2 separate regions of the Zea mays genome follow, and region 1 is linked to region 2. A link is a contact called in public Hi-C data. All regions are on one chromosome and are shown on one strand. Each heading gives the region's core, a stretch centred on a gene start, on an enhancer-like site or on the middle of the called end of the contact. The rest is flanking DNA. Distances are from core to core; before and after follow the strand shown.

What was found. Hi-C and Micro-C count contacts between places; a contact is called where the count stands out from the background.
Region 1: a contact with region 2 is called in a Hi-C map of endosperm, with 1.7 times the contacts expected there. The contact joins the promoter of LOC103633237 here to the promoter of LOC100279780 in region 2. A contact is called at or near these places in 2 of 25 Hi-C or Micro-C datasets (ear and endosperm).

The regions. Positions count from the first base shown.
Region 1 is chr1:30,909,819-30,915,437 of Zm-B73-REFERENCE-NAM-5.0, forward strand. It overlaps LOC103633237, which reads right to left and starts at 1,713. Exons shown (of 8, transcript NM_001346827.1): 1 at 1,311-1,713; 2 at 1-43. The coding sequence starts at 1,391.
Region 2 is chr1:30,749,596-30,755,823 of Zm-B73-REFERENCE-NAM-5.0, forward strand. LOC100279780 reads right to left here and starts at 3,823. Exons shown (of 18, transcript NM_001152738.1): 1 at 3,736-3,823; 2 at 3,099-3,196; 3 at 2,920-2,970; 4 at 2,684-2,797; 5 at 2,394-2,594; 6 at 2,205-2,306; 7 at 500-607; 8 at 189-419; 9 at 1-106. The coding sequence starts at 3,820.

The sequences.
Region 1 (5,619 bases), core at 463-2,962, 160 kb after region 2:
TGAGGAGTTCCTGCCGTGCTTGAGGAGGCAAGTCATCCCAGAACTGAATAAAATCAATTCACAACCATAAAGTAGTCAGTTCCTCAATTGAGAACTTAGTTGCTGAACAATAATATCCAGTATAATGAACTTGATGACAGAAACAGTTTAACAAGAACATTACTTACAGAATAACGATCAATCACATCCTATTCAAGAGTGATGCAATGTTACATTTACAAACTCAAATAAAGGTGATGGTGAGGCAAGCTGTTGTAATTCAAACGAAAGGTCATCATAAAGGACATGGCACAATCCTTGAAGAAGATTACAAAACATGTGACAGTGCCAAAATGGAATGGGCTAAAACTTGTTTTAATTATTTGAGTGCAATCACCAGTTTTATCTAGTATGATTCTACTTGCAACTATACCTGCTACGGTGAAAGAAATAATAGGAAGTGCTAAGATTTAAGAGTGAAGTATTCACGGTTTCGTTGAAATTAACTAAGACCCATCAGTCCATCACAGCCTGGAATTTTCATTTCATAGCAACTTGATAAAAGTTTTTGAATTATGCATTCCTCTTTGAGGCTGCAGTTTACATTCCTACCTTTCCATGGCATTTTTTTTTCATAACAAGTATTCCTACCAGGCATCATTGACATTTGACAGGCATTATTGCCAGATGCCAGAGCAGAACTTTTACAGGCCCCTCAAATTAAACATCAGGACAGAACACTCAATTCTCAAATCAAGTGCCTGAATTGTTTGAAACGAACACTACTACAAAACGAAAACAGCACAAGCCAGTCAAATTTCATACTACAGAGCAGAATGAGAACCTCAACCTAGCAGGCTAGCACTCCCCCCAACCCCGCCACCACATCCAGGTACGAACCAAAAGTGCAGCTATACCGTCACGGGCTCACCATATCTTCAGAGCAATGCACTGGAATTAACGCAAAGACAGTACAAATGAACTGCTACAAAAGGTCAAAGTTAGCACGTATGTTTATCAGAAGCAGAAACACGCGTAACCTGATTGAACTCCACCAACAGAATTTGCCGCACTAATGAATCCTAGACTCATCAATAAATAAACAAATTCCGAACCCAGCAAATGATTTCCTTAAATCCAGTGCCCAACCAACATGCCATGCAGCTTTTCGCGACTCAGGAGCTGAGAGCAACCAAACAATCCAGGCGGAGGGGCAGGGCACCAGCTTCGTCCCAGAAACAACGCCGAGTCAGCAGGACCGACCTAGCCCCAATCCACATCACCCAGATCGAGCACAGGCTACGAACGAAGCACAGGGCACGCGACGGTACCTTCTGAAGGCGATCGAACGTGATCTCGTCCCGCCGGCGCGACCAGATCCCCGATCCCGCTGCTGACGCCACCCCCGGCATCACGTCCTCCCGTCGCTGCCGTATTCAACTCAACTAGGTCCCCTCGCCCGCTCCGTGGCGCATCCAATTCCCGCCGCCGAACACGACGACGACGACGACCCCGCCAACGGCCCTCGTAGGATGCTGCGGCTACTGCCGGGTCGGATCGACCACGGCGGTGACCAAGAGGGTTTCAGCGAGACGGGCAGGAGGCGGCGAGGCGATGCGGGGTAAAAGGCGAGGAGGAGGGGGGACAGGGACAGAGATGGGGGGACTGGGAGGAGGGAACGCGACGATGCCGTACGCGTTTTTAACCGTCGCGGTTAGCGGGCTCGGAACAGCGCGGTGGCGGTCTCTGGCCTGTGGCCTGGCGGCGGCGGGTGGGTTATATAGGGAGTTGCCGGGATTTTAACAGGGATGCCGAGGTAAATGCCGCGCACGGCCGGTCATCCGTGGCGTGGCGTCGAAAAAAGTTTACTGCACGGGGGGTGTTTTATGTTTAGATCCTTCTTCAAGGATAAAATTGTTACTCTCGTAGTTTTAGTCTTTTAGAACCTTGTGGCTCACTGCTCCGTAGCATCGTCTATTCGTATGACAGCCGAACTTTAGCTGGAAAGATTTTTTTACACGCAGCAGTTAGTAAAGCGCGGGTTGCAGCTTTACTAACTGCTGCCTTATGAAGAAATGGTATGCATTAGCATAGGAGTGTGTCAGACTATCTTCGTAAACCAGATAAAATTAGAAACAAACATAATATTATTTGTAAATTAAAGTTTAAAATAGAGAATAAGTTAGAGAATAAAATAGAGGATCTGCTGGCACGTGAGCTATCGGAATATGGAATATAGCACAACGAAGTTTACTGAAAATTTTACGTGCCTTCCAAACCAGTTTACTTTCTTTTTGGGTTGTGGGATTTCAAGCGGAAAGGCTATGTTTTATGTTTAATCTTTGAGAAAACCTGTTGTTCGATAAAAGGACGAGGAAAATGGAAAGGCTAGCTAAACTGGTGCGCAAAGCAAAATATCTTAAAGAATAAAATCTCCATCCCGAATGCGTGTGAAAATAACGTACATGAGCATAATACGGTTGCGAACTTTACAACATTAATAGTGGAGGACCAAAAAAGAAGAGAGATTTATGCAAAGTTATGATAGCGCCTCTAGATCAATTTATGTAGCAGTACCACACTTTTAAACAAGGGACCAATATTGTCCAATATGAATCGACCATATTTTCGGACAGAAGTTTATTTAGTACTCCTATTTACTTAGTAAAATTAGTCGACTTTATGCAATTTATGATAATAAGGTTGTCTCCAACAACTTTTCTATTTCACCCCTTATTTCATTTCCTATTTCAAAAATCTATTCTATAAATAGTGTACTCTATAGTGTGAAGCAGTGTTTTGCATGACTATATGCACGGTCTGCTGAAATCGAACTAACAATCAAGTAGGTCTTATAATCATAGAGCCAATTGAAGTGTTGACCTAGCAAAACATGTCGGCGTGACCTCAAATGTTGACATCATATACATATATGAAAGACAACATATCTAGTATATATAAAATTGATTAAGGTACTAATATGCTAACATCAAATCTGAATCCACCATCTATGTTTGAGTAAATTCTCTACCCTCTTGGACTATTTTCTAAAGAACCCCTATGCCCCTACATGTGTGTGCTCCATCGCCGGACACCAGAGCACCCCGTCTCGACACCAGGAGAGACCACCATGCCTGAGAACCCACCTCCCGGTGACCACCTGTAGGTCTATGATGACAACATGGACGTCGCCACCAAGGTACTCCCTCAGTAACGACTCCGCGACGAGCTTGGGCAGGCGTGTGACGTGTCTGAGCCTAGGTGTTGTGGTAGGGGCGGACCTTAGAGTGGTCCATATGGGCCACGGCACACCCTAAGATCATATAAGGTTAGTTAGCATAGTGGTGTAAGTATTATCTTTTGAACTTGATAGTCAAGGTTCAAGTCTTGTTGATCTCTGTTTTTTGTTTCTTTTTTTAAAATTTTTTCCTGGCACACCATAGGCCTAACAGTTGGGTCCGCTACTGAGGTGGCTAGCGATGGAGCAAGCGCAAGTAGTGGTAGTCATAAGAGACAAAGCTTTTTGATCGATAGGAGACGAACATGAGAAAGAATATGGGGACTGAAAGTCGCCTATAGGGGGTGGATAGGTGGAAACTGAAATTTACAATTTTAAACACACTACAAGCCGAGGTTAGCGTTAGAATAACATCCGAGTCCGGGAGAGAGGGGAAAACAAATCAACCAAAAAATAAAGCGGATGACACAGTGATTTGTTTTACCGAGGTTCGGTTCCAAAGAACCTAGTCCCCGTTGAAGTGGTCATAAAGATCGGGTCTCTTTCAACCCTTTCCCTCTCTCAAATGGTCACTTAGACCGAGTGAGGCTTCGTCCTTAATCTCACGGGTGAAAGGGAAATGTGCCCTTGGGCCATTTCTAGTATACTTTGGTGATTAAGTGCTCAACACATATTGAGTGAGTAATTATGTGCCAAATGATGAATGAAGTACAAATCAACAAGAAGGTATGATTCTAGACTTAGTACATTGGTTTTTGTGTACTAATATATTTGTCTAAGTGCTAGAATCAGAGAAAATAGAAAAAGGAAAAGACTTGGCTGGAGCAGCCAAGACTCAGCGCAGTTTGGCACACCGGACTATCCGGTGGTGCACCGGACAGTGTCCGGTGCGCCAGGCTAGTTTCTAGCGAACTGGCCACTCTCGGGAATTCGTCGGCGACGTACGACTATAATTCACCGGACTGTCCGGTGGTGCACCGGACTGTCCGGTGAGCCAACGGCCGCCAGCGCAACGGTCGACCGCCAAATCCGCGAGCGACGCGTGGCTCGCTCCAATGGTCGGCAGGAGGCACCGGACTGTCCGTGTGCACCGGACAGTGTCTGGTGCGCCAACGGCTACAACTCTGCAACGGTCGGCTGTGCCATTTTAGGAAGGCGATCTGCACCGGACACTGAACAATGCCTGTCTGGTGGTGCACCGGACTGTCCGGTGCGCCACCCGACAGAAGGCAAGAATTGCCTTCCCAGTTTGCCTCCAACGGCTCCTAGCTGCCTTGGGGCTATAAAAGAGGCTCCTAGGCGCATGGAGGAGACACCCAAGCATTCCTTGATCATTCCTAAGCACCAAGACTCCATTCTCGCGCATTCGATTCTTTGAGATAGTGACTTGAGCACCATTTGAGTAGAGAACTCCTCGAGTTGTGTTGTGAGCTCAAGTTGTGGCTTTGTGTGCGTGATTGTGCTCTTGCTTTGAGTCTTGTGTGTGTTGCTCTCCCCTCCCTTACCTCCGTGCTTCTTTGTGATCATCAATTGTAAGGGCGAGAGGCTCCAAGTTGTGGAGATTCCTCGCAAACGGAAGAAAGTATAAGAAAGGAAAACATCGTGGTATTCAAGCTGATCATTGGATCACTTGAAAGGGGTTGAGTGCAACCCTCGTCCATTGGGACGCCACAACGTGGAGTAGGCAAGTGTTATACTTGGCCGAACCACGAGATAAATCACCGTGTCTTTTGTGTTGTTCTTCCTTGTAATCATCGTGTCTCACAAAAGCTCGGTCCTTAGCAACTTGGTCCTATTGCACTAACTCTTAACCAAGTTTTGTGGCTACAAGTATTTGATTTTTTACAGGATCACCTATTCACCCCCCCTCTAGGTGCTCTCAATTGGTATCAGAGCCGTTCTCTTCACGCAAGGGACTAATCACCCGAAGAGATGGATCCTAAGGGAAAGAGGATGGTGGTCAACGACAAGACAAAGGAGTCCATCGTCAACGAGCCAAGAGATGATAAGCCCTCGGACTCTGGCTCGAGTCATAAGAAAAGAGACGGGAAGAAGAAGAGGCGCATCAAGAAGATCGTCTACTACGACAGCGACGAGTCTTCTTCTTCCCCAAGAGACGACGACGACGAGAAAAAGAAACCAGTTAACTCAAACTTTTCTTTTGATTATTCTCGTATTCCGTTTAACTCCAATGCTCATTTACTTTCAATCCCACTTGGGAAACCTCCGCAATTTGATGGAGAAGACTACTCATTTTGGAGTCACAAAATGCGTAGTCACCTATTCTCTCTCCATCCAAGTATTTGGGAGATTGTTGAAAACATAATGCTTTTTGATAGTACTGATAACCCCGTTTTCATTAATGAGCAAATCCATAAAAATGCACAAGCTACCACTGTTTT
Region 2 (6,228 bases), core at 2,573-5,072:
GAAGAGTAGTAATTGCCAGGGTCGCTATACTCCTGTTCTGGTCTGACAACAAACTCTCCAAGTCCACATTGCAGTTTGTCACCGCCAGAGGTCGTGTCCTAGCAACCTGCGATATAATGGAAAATCAAGAAACAAATATTGCAGGAATAATTTTGAACAGCTAAGCTTGACGGCCATGTAAGGATAACCTTATTGAGAGTCCGGACAGCAGCAAATCGAAGCACAGGCTTGGATGAACTCAAGTATAACTGTAACAAAGTAATTGCTGGTGCCAATTCACGGCTTGTAACATCCATCTCTGTTATCTTCCGTGCAGCTTCCAAAGCCACCATTTCTGCTTTATGTCTGAGGGATGATTCCAGAAAATCAAAAAATGGACGGTCACCATTTTGAGTGTTCATGCTTGACTCACACATAACCTGCAAATTGTCCATTATATTTTAGGAATTCCCATATTTACCTAGTTTTATATGGAGCAAGATACGGGTTATTGGGTTACCTGGCTTGTGTAACGAATCAGAAGACATTGTGCAAGAGGAGAACGGACAGATCCCCTTGTCAAACTTGAAACTAGTTTGCTTACAGCTAAACGATCATTCTGTCTAATCTGCAAGTTGGGGAGAAATCAAATGAAGATTAAGTATAAAAAGCGAAGAGAAACTAGAGCATAGTACACATTATCCAAATGCACACTATAAAACCTGACCGTTTACTGAAACTATCATATAATTTTACATATACAGTAGAATGGAACCAAAGGAACTTAGGGTTTTTCCATCTTTTGGCCCAGGAAAGGAAAAGCCCACGACGAGTAGAACGTCCTAAACGCAAGTAAAACGCCTTAAAACGCTCAGAGGACATTTAACCAACGTTTAAATGCGTGAAACAGACGTTCTACTCCATTTTGGTAAAACGTTCGGATGTTTCAACTCTTAATCACATTTTGTCGTTTAAACGACGTTTAAGCGACGTTTTAATAACAATGATTGTCAGTGTTCCGAACCAGCACCAACGAGTAAATTTGTGTATGCACGTTTTGGCTCCGGATGATGTGCTCAATGGACGCAAGATTTATACTGGTTTGAACAAAACGACCCTACTTCCCGTCTTCGATGGCTCGCGCTACCGACACCTTGTTGCTCACAGTAGGGGTTACAAGTGGGCTAGAGAGGAAGGGGTGCCAAGTCTCTATGTGTGTGTGCTGAAGGGTCTATGTCTCAAGTGTGCTTCTCGGATTCGGTCTCTCTTCTTCGTCGGGCCGACCTTCCTTTTATAGATCAAGAAGGGGGCCGCAGGGGCGGTTACAGATATCTTCAATCGGAAGGAACTGCTACGCTGGTAAAATGGAATGGTTTTCTCTTGGTAAAATCCTCGTTGATATTTGTCCTCATATGACTCGTGCTCATCTTAAATATGTTGGGGAAGCGTGCTTGCGACGGGAGTCTGAACGCCATCATTACTCCTCCTGTTCGCCTCTTCTCGCGCCGAACCTTTAGTCTGTCCTTCTAGCTTTCTTCCATCGTCTTGTGTGCTCCGTAGGGAGTCGGGGGCTCAGGCCTAGGGCCCATAGGTTATGAGTGGGGCTCAGGCCTCGGACTCGTAGGTCATGAGTGGTAGGCGGATCGGCTCAACGCCGCGGCTCAGTGCCAGGCACAATTAATGTGGTGTGCGGAGCATTGATGGCGAGAGCAGTCTTATGACCGGACGCGGAATCCACTTGAGTGGTTCCCTGTCGATTCGTTCTGGCCCTCCGACCGTGCTTCACCTCGCCCGACCCCTGGGCTCAGGGCGCGGGGGTCTTCCGAAGGCGGTCCCGCCCAGGCAGGTCCCTCCCTACTCCTCTTCTGACTTGTGGCCCCCTGGGGCCCGGGTATCTGATCCCCGACACAAATGTAATGTTATTACGTAATAACAGCTTATCATTTAACTATGCGAGAACCAAGAACTGCAAGTCTACTATCTATGTCATTATGTCTGTCTAATTGTCTATGATATATTGTGCAACTGTGTGCATGTCTCGAGTAACATTCAAAAATTTAGTATGTAACTATAGTGTTTGTATGCATATTTACTGCTACAGTGCAAACTGTTTAAACCATATAATTTATTGTCCACACCAACTAAACGCTAATCAAAGGGTGACTGACCGTCTGGTGGGTTTAGCATCTAGGAAACCAATGGCTGGCTCAATGGAACAAGTATACCTGGTGAAGAAGAGCAAGGCCATGAAACTGGACAAGTGGAGCTCTTGATTGCACAGCTTCCTGAACTTCGTTGCTCCATCTTTTCACAATTTCTGGGTTTGCCTGTAGAGTGTAGACAAACTCACAAAAGATACAGTTAACCAACCTTAAACAAGAGATCGGTATATATGCATAGAATTATGCTAGTACCTGGGCCAGGTGGATGCCACTAACAAGAGAAGCACTAGCAACCACTGGGTTCTTGTCAACAATAGCTTGCTTCAAATATCTCTCAATTTGAGTTAGTAGGGTACCATCAATTATTCTACAAAGAACTCTAATAGCATTGGCACGGTACATATCTGTCTTGCTATTCATGTCCTTCATCAATGAGCTTGTGACTATGATGACCTATTACAATCATAAAGCTCAACCATCTTTTAATTAGATTAGAAGGCATCAAAAACATTGTATTCATCTGAAAACATCATTTATTTAACCTCATCTGACGATGGAGAAAGTTCTTTGATCATTAAGTACACTAGCCTCCTAAGACCAGCATCACTAGACTGGAATAACTTTGTTACTGCAAAGAAGACTTCCGTGGCCTCAACCTGTAACAGAAACATGCACAATTGAATTTTCTCCCCAATCAAACAGTTTTGCTTCTCTGTACAAATGTGTGCACACAGAAACTACAAAACTTTTACTACTATGCATTTTTTTACTACGGTACCTTGGTGAATGTCTCTCCTTGATTAAGTAAATATAATAGCTTGATGATGACCTGCAACAAAGTTCCAAACAGGGCAGGAAGCAGAGAAGAAAGCAAAGAAAATAAGAGGGTCAAATTATGTCTCAAAAACTCAGGTTACAAAGAATGACAAAATGGGAGAAAGTGCAAGGAATTCTTACTTGCGAACATCGTCTCACATCAAGCTGTGGATCATGGAAAGCTCGTGCCTCCTGCAGAACAGACCCCTTCTCGATCCCAAAGAATGGTGAATACTCGACTGATTAAAACATCCACCAGTCAATAAAGATGAGACAACTTGGAAGCATTTTACAAGCTTAATTGGATTGAATCTATAAAAAGACCAGATGACAGATTAATTTCAAACAAAGTGGGGTATGCTTAGGAACATGGCTATAGTAGTGTTACAGGAAGGAGGCAAATAGGCTAGGGAAGGGATCTAAACGAGAATATTGTTCGTGAGTCATGAAGCTCCAATGATGGAAAACCCAGATTCCATTGACTGGGTTAGATAGGTCGCACGACGCCGTAAACAAACGCAGTCCAGATCCACATAACTGCGAGCTCCCACCCCAATTCCCAAATAAACCCCGACGATCTGTCCAACCAGCGAAGTCTCGGAAATAAATCCGCAGCACCACTACCGCCGCGGATAACAACACGAATTACGGAGATACGACGAGATCGCGCTAGATCCGGCACACTAGAACGGGCAGAGGCACTCAGATCGTAGCCGCGGGAAAGCAGCAGGAGGCACGTAGGTTGGGTTTAGAGGGGGAGAGTGGAGGGGTGGATAACCATCTTCGTCGTCGTCGTCCTTCTTCATGTACGGATGCGCCATCTCCGGTACGGCGAGGTCGCCGACGACGAGTGAGCGAGGCATGCGACACAGCCGACGTATACACTGGGGTGCTGGTGGGTGGCGATGTGCAGTGTGCTTGGCTGGGAAAGGGTAGGGCCGTAGGGCGATGGTCCGATACTCCGATGGACGACCAGGACGAGTACGAGACCGTTTCGCCCGGGGTCCGGAGGCAACCGGGTGGTCGTGCTGCCGGTGCGGTGCGGTGGTGGGTTGATCGGTCGTCGATATAGGTGTATATTTGGGCGTCCGGTCCGGCCCAAGTCTGAAAAGATCCGTATTGTTTGAATTTTGGGTTGTATCGGACCGATCCATGAGTCTAGCCTTCGGCCCACGGTCCGGCCCGTAATTGCTTAAATGTGCCGGGCTCATTTCGGACGGCCCGAAATTATAAAAGCCCGAAATTCACATTATGGTCCGAAATTCATTTTTTGGCCCGAAATTCAGTTTTTTGCCCAAAATTCACATTAGAGCCCTAAATTCAAAAAAATAATAAAACAAATAAAAGATAAGACAAATAAATTTGAACAAATTTAAACTTAATATTTGTATTAAAGTTACCACAGCTATGCAATGACTAGCTCGTTTATAAATCATTTTGTTAGAAGGAAAAAGAGTATAATCAACTCTATACAAAGTTCATAAGTTCAGTTTATTGTCTAATGTTTATAACAAAAGTAAAATTACATCACACACTCTAATTCAAAGCTACAAAAAATATCTAACTAGCATTATCTTTATCTTTGTGTTCTTTATCAAGTATATGAAAGTGTGGAATGAAGTGTAGCTTTAATAAATATATGGGTCTTTTCGTGCCTCTATATATGGGTGCGGTGGGTGGGTTGATCGGTCGTCGTCGACAGGTACTATGGGCTAGGGGTGGATATCGAGCCAGCTCGGTTTGTTATAGCTCGGTAATCAAACGAGCTAGCTCAGCTCGGTTCGTTAATGGGGTGTTTAGTTTGAGTAATGAGCTAGTCCATCATCTTCTCACTCCTAACTTTTTTGTTTGGTTTGTGGAATGAATAGGTTGATACATCACCACTCCATTCCTCATAGTTAATTAATTAGTACTAATATGTGGAATGGAGTCATCCCACCAAATTTAAGGAATGGACTCATGATGCACCACTTAATTTTGGATGGAGTGGTTCCTCAACCCAAACACCCCCATAAAGTAGCGAGCTAGGAACCACGCTCAGCTCGACTCGTTTTGTAGCTCGAGCCAGCTCGTTTGACTCGCGAGCCATACATAACAAAACATGGCATGGCTTGAAAAAAAACAGCAGAAGTTGAATTTAAATTCTCAATCACACACAATGACACAACATGAGTAACAACATGTAGATTAAGACATTCACACTGATAACATGACTACATTAGTCCATATTTCATTATCCATAGCCATAGCCCATAGGACTAGGAGTATATCAGTCCATCACACATTAACAGTTAACACTGATAATAGTTTATGACAGTTCAGACTTTAGATTCTTAATAAAAACAGTAAAGGACTCAAAAGTTCCCTGGCCATGAAAATGCCTCGATTTGTCTTCTGAACCTTCAATCTTTTTATGCCTCGATTTGTCTTCTGAGCCTTTGACACATGATTGCCCTCCGATTCCTCCCCCTCCTCCTCCTCCTCCGCATCATCATCATCATCCCTTCCTCCTCCCCCACATCAGCATCATCATATAATTCATCATTCATGTCGATCAAAATCTCTTCCTCTTCTTCATTTCTCACATGCTGCACATTAACCAATTCATTATTTCTCAACTAATGATCAGTCCAAATACAACATTAGCTAGTGAACACAGAACACACCTTTTCTATAGATGTACATGTAGCTACCACAACAGGAATTTGAGTTGTCGATTGAGAGCCAGAACCTCGACGAACTTGGCCCCGCCGACGATTACCTTGCATAGCTGATGGTAATGGCTTCTTCCCCATTATTTTAACCCTTGATCCGCGACTTGCAGGTGATGGACGCACTTGTTTGTGGACTTCCTTCTTGTGGTGCTCGTCCTCCATCACTTCAACGGCGGTCAGCAGTGGCCGTCATAGGCTCGCAGCGTCTGTGCGCAGTGCGCGGGCGCACGGCGGTCGGCGGTGGACCGTCGCAGCGTCTGGGCTGGTTGCACCAGCGTCGGCAAGGTTTAGGGTGGCGGGTGGCGGCTAGGCGGCTAGGGTTAGGGTTTGAAGAACGTCCGGCGGTCCGGCCGCCATTCGGGATTCCGCTGTGTCTGTATGTGTGCCTTAGCGTGTCTGCGTGAGTGCGACTGCGTGTGGTGTGGCCGAGTGGGCTTAGCGCCTTAGCGTGTGGTGACTGGTGTGGCCGTGTGGGCTTAGGAGGGAGTTGCCGAGTGGGCCGCTTTAGCCTTTAGGTGACCGTGTTGCGCACTTGCGCTATGCCTGACCCATTCTGT